2 separate regions of the Gossypium hirsutum genome follow, and region 1 is linked to region 2. A link is a contact called in public Hi-C data. All regions are on one chromosome and are shown on one strand. The core of a region is the stretch at or near the end of the contact, and the rest is flanking DNA. Distances in the headings are between cores, read along the strand shown.

Evidence for each region. Hi-C and Micro-C count contacts between places; a contact is called where the count stands out from the background.
Region 1: a Hi-C map of leaf shows a contact between it and region 2, with 2.6 times the contacts expected there. The contact joins the promoter of LOC107949627 here to the promoter of LOC107949631 in region 2. A contact is called at or near these places in 8 of 34 Hi-C or Micro-C datasets (anther, callus, hypocotyl and 2 more).

The regions. Positions count from the first base shown.
Region 1 is chrD03:43,637,358-43,640,057 of Gossypium_hirsutum_v2.1, forward strand. LOC107949627 (phosphatidylinositol transfer protein 3) reads left to right here and starts at 1,409. Exons shown (of 9, transcript XM_041090184.1): 1 at 1,409-1,603; 2 at 1,819-2,052; 3 at 2,174-2,676.
Region 2 is chrD03:43,502,593-43,505,292 of Gossypium_hirsutum_v2.1, forward strand. LOC107949631 (probable alpha-mannosidase At5g13980) reads right to left here and starts at 1,304. Exons shown (of 29, transcript XM_016884367.2): 1 at 1-1,304.

The sequences.
Region 1 (2,700 bases), core at 159-2,658, 130 kb after region 2:
TCAAGGACTAAAATGAAAGTATGTCGACTTTAGCATGAAATTTCTGTAATTTTAAATGATTGAGAATTGTACAGGTATGAGTATGTAATCGGATTGAAATTGTGGGTTTAAATGTGAAATTTATAAAGGTTTCGGTTTTAAGGAATAAATGGAATAAAATGTAAAAGTTTAGGGAAATTCTTTAAAATAAAATTAATAGGTCATATGTATGAATTTGAGTGTTATATGGTATATGGAATTGATATTTTGAACTTAATTATTATTTAGATCAAGAATTGAACAACCGATTGATAAGTGAGGAAAAAGAAAAATTGTGGAATAGTCCTTATGACCCAATTCGATAGTTGGTTATATTAGGTAAGTTCATAGGGTATAATCATATACTTTTATGTATTGAATTTGATTTAATTGTGAATATTTCTGTAATGATAGATTGAAATTTTGAAATGTTTATAATTCAGTACTAAAGGTGAGAAAGGATTAAGGATCTAATATTATGCCTTGTATTCTTGAATAATATGATTCATGTGAGATATTGAATGATAATGACCTGATTTTGATATGTGCTCTAAAAATGTGGAAGTGCTCCTATATTGTAAATGTTCTGAATCTTGTATAACCATCAGTTTGAATGTAGTAAACGATTAGGATACGATTGGCATGCCAATAGGGTTAGTTGCACGCTTATTCTGTTCGCACTATGGTGCCCTTGTATGCACATTTGTGCCCTTGTTCAGCACTACGGTGCTCTCTAAGACGGTTACTTGAGTATCTGAGTTACTTTTGCTATAGTTTATCAGGTTATCCAAATCTATGAATAAATGGGATAACGATGTTTTTATATTTGATGATGCTATGTGATCGAAATAGCTTGAATGACATTATTGATGTTGAATTACTCAATGAATTTGTATACGACAAACTCACATGTTTACTCAATGAATTACTCAATAAAGTCGATGGAAATAATCGCTTCTGTCTACCAATTACTAAATCACTTAAAAAACTTGTCTCAACAATATATGATATATGATATGTATGATATTAATATATATAATCTTTTATTTTCGAAAGTATATATAATCGTTTGAATTATTTAATCTTAAATTATCAAATAAAAGAATAAGAATTTAAATTCATTAAAAGACTTCTGGATTAATATAATAATAATTAAAATTATATCTTAAAAGTTTTAAATTTCACTTATCTTAAAAAGTGAATTTTTTTTTAGAAATACCCGACTGGAATTTATTCAAAATAAGAGTAACACAATCAAATTAAAGAGACCAAGTTCAAACTTGAGCAGATCCTAAGCCAGCCCAAAATGCAAACAAATGCATATTGGCCCACTATTACGAAATGAAAGCCCAAAATAAAACAATTTCCAATTGAATACACCAACTGGCACACACTCCCAAGATATTCTCAACCTTATCGCCTCAAACGGTCCAGTTTCCAAAAGCTAGCAACTTTCCAAAATCAAACCCTATCAATTGTCATTATCCCTTCCAGAACATTGTCACAGCATCCACCCCCAGTTAAGTTCTCTCAGTCTCCTTCTTCCCACAGTTTCAACAATGAAATCTGGTACTCCTCCTTCCAGGTAATCTTCTCTATCCCTCTTCAAACTTTCAGTGGCCAAACAATGTGCAAGAGCATTTGTAGATCTGGGTACATGCTTGAACTAGATCCATTGAAATCCTCATTTTATCTGTTGAATGTTTCGAATGATAGCTCCTATTTCTGATTTGTCTTAAAGATTTGTCTGACATTTTTTTTATTATTGTCCCTGCATCGCCCTCTGCTATCACTACTCAGAGCTTTAACTGCTGTCCTAAAAGCAATGCTTGGAGACAAGCATAAACTTCCACCGTAAAAGGCGACGCAACCACCGTGTGGAGAATCATTTTAGAGGCAACAATCTCACCCAATGCGTTTCTAGCAACAACCCCCGAACCCGGTCTGGCTTGTGTTTGATTGAAGGAAGCATCAAAGTTGATTTTGATCAACAAATTTGTTGAGGGGTTCCATTCCTCATTTCCTTCCAATCTAGTAATCTTTCTTTCTTCAATCCCTTCGAGTTCTTTGATATAACGAACTACCCGTTCGCCTATTTCCTTCCCAGTAGACTGTTTCCTTTCATGCACTAATTGATTATTATTTGTCTAGATAGCCCATATGGAGCAACAGAACGTCCTGCATTACTTGTCCGTACTTCTTCTAAAAATCCAGGTAATCCACTCCCAATAATTCATAACTCAATTTGATAAATTCCAGGTAAGATTTAAGTGAACCCATACCTCCACTATTATAGGACAGTCTCGGAAAATATGGACGAGGTCTTCCACTAGACCCTTGCATCTGGGAAAAAACACGTTCACCACCAACCTTCTGGAAAATAAATTAGCCAAAGTAGGAAGAAAATACCAAGAAGTTTTCCATAGCATAATTTTAATTTTAGATGGGATCTGTAATTTCCATAATTTCTTGTAGAAATCAGTGCTATCATCTTGTCTAGAATTTGTATTCGAGAAAAAAGCACTTCTATGTAATAGTTTATAAGCGCTTCGAACAAAAAATTCCCTAGATGACTCACCCCTCCACACCAGCATGTCATTGTGAACTTCTTGTCCTAAAGAAATCTGGAGGATCCTTGTCGCAACTTACTCTAAAAAGGTACTGTTGATCAGATCTGCTTTC
Region 2 (2,700 bases), core at 54-2,553:
AGCTCAGAGAGAATAGAAAGTGAAAAGTTTGTGCTCTATAAATGAAAGCAAAGCTGCATTTAACGATCAAGCAAGGATTTCAAAGAGCAATGGTGTCAGCCGATCAGTTCTTTGTTGTTTAATTATTTGTTTAGTTGTGAAAGGTGAGTGAATACATCAAGACAGGTCGCTTTCAATAGTATATAAAATATTACGAAATTACAGTAATTTAAAGAAACTTTTCTTGAATAAGACAAAGAACTGTCCTTGAAGTGTTTGTTTGAGCTTATCTTATACTCTCGACTCGAACTTTAACAATGAATCGGCGATGCTTTGTTTTTTCCCTAAGTAACAAACACGTCCTTAAATCAATATGGAACCCACAGAAATCAAGGGGAATCAGCTCGTATCCTCCAAAGATCAAAAGAAAATCCAGCAAAATCTTCATCCACTGCCTTTTCATTAGACACGTAGACGAACCTCCCCCTCACTGGCCGGACCAAGAAATCGAGGAAATCGGGGGACAACAAATGTAAAACATAAACAGTTCAGTTCTTCTCACTTTGACATTCCCTTCCTCTCCAACTTCAGATTCCCTCTAAAATTCGCCAACAAACACTGAACGACGCCGTTCAAACCCACCGCTGCCTCCGCCTACCGGCATTTCCTCCATCATTGATCTACTAGGGGAGGTTAAGAAGATGGCGGCGACAAAGTTTAAGAATTCCGGTTTCAAGAGCTTGATATTAGGCTAGTCCAATCGAAGACCGTCGAAAAGTGATGAAAATATTGACTGACGAAGGTGCACAACTGAAAAAATGTGCAACTGTTTGAGTGTTGAACCGGCTGTCTCGCGATTCCCTTAGCGAAATAAGGGGGGGTTGTTTCCGCTGCCATGGTGGCTGAGGTTTAGAATCAGAGCAGTTAGATATTCCTCTTTTATTAACTGTCATAATCGTTTGTCTTCTATTTAAAATCTACAAGGGTTCTTTAGTGATCGTCCCTTCTTTCATCCACTGAAGTTAACTGCAGCTAAGTTGGTCTATTACCAACATGTTTAACTGAGAAACATGGAATGTGGAAAGGATCTTCGAGTCCAGAGGCAGCTATAGTTGATAGTTCAACTTACCCACTTGCCAATCACTTGATATGGTTCAAAGTATTTAGCAGATAACTTTAAGCATCTACGGCGCACCATAGAAGATTGTCTAGAAGGCGGTGTATATACCCGTTTTAGGTTATTAACATTTGTCAGGCAGAATTTTTTTTGAGGGGATGAAAATCAAATTATATATCTTTATTATAGTGAAAATTAAATTATATATATTTCATTATAGTAAAAATATAGTTTTATTATTTTAATAGTTTATATTTTTATAATTTTTAAATAATTAAATTAAATTTTTATTAATTTTGAGGAGTTTAAGTACAATTTATAAATGAGCCTATGAAAAACTTTCTATTAATAGTGCCAAGAGTTCCTAAAAGATATTTTCTCCATGTTGGAAGTATTTAAAGTTAAGCTCAAAAATATCGATAAAATTCTTGAATACACTCTACTTTTGAAATATTTGTAGAGCATAGTTTGAAAGTTCACATAAGCATATTATTAAAAAGTTTACTTCTTAACTATCTATGGAGTACAAGTATTTTCTTAATCTTTATTGATTAAATTATGCACTTGCATTCTTTTTGTCAAAATAAGTTACATAAGTATAATTTCCACGAAACTGTTATTATACAAATTAATTTTTTTTTCCATTACTTACTACTTGCAACATGATCACAATTTGTAACATGATCATAATTTCTTTCACTTTCATTGCCCATCATTCATAATATGTTCTTGTGAATTAACTCACTCTCTCCCACTTTTATAAATATGTCACTTTTCTAAATTCCTTTAATCAAATTTGCGCAAATTACTTTAATCTAAGTTTTTAAATGAATTAATTTTTCTACAAAAGTTTTTGAGTACCCAAAGTCCTTTAAAATGTTTCTAAGTCTAATGTATCGAGATAGATGTACTTTGACTATAAAATTATTCAAGGGAAACATTGTCTCAAGATATTTGGGTCTTGTCTTGAGAAAGACCAACATCAAAGTTAAAGGTGTGCTTCGGGGGAACATTATCTCGAGACAAAAACCTATTTATCTCGAGACAAGAAAACATCAAAGCTATGAGTTGCTTTAGGGAAGCCCTGTCTTGAGGCAATCATGTAATTGTCTTAAGAGATATCCCAAAATGTCTCGAGACATATCTGTTATGTCTCAAGATGGTATGTTCCAAAGGTCATATTTTGTTGTGCCTCGAGACATACATTAAATGCACAAAATAAATGCTCTCAATGGTTAGAAACTCCCTCCAGCGGCTCCAAATGTCCAAAAATCAATGAAAGGGTATAAATATGATTAAATGACACTCATATGAAGACAAGAAATAAACTTACAAAGATTAATAGCAAAAATCAAATAATATCTGTAATAACCCAATTTTACCCGACCCAACACAAATAAATAAACCCAAACAAATAAAACAAAATCTAAAACAAAAATAAATAAAAGTCTGTTAGTAGTCCAAGTTACAAGCCTAATAGTAAAATCCATTTACAAAAACCTAACCTAATACCTAATAACCCAAAGCCCAATAGCCTAACTATCCTAAAAAACTAACAGAAACCCTAGTTCCCTAAGGTTATCCGCGCCACAGCCTCCGCCTCG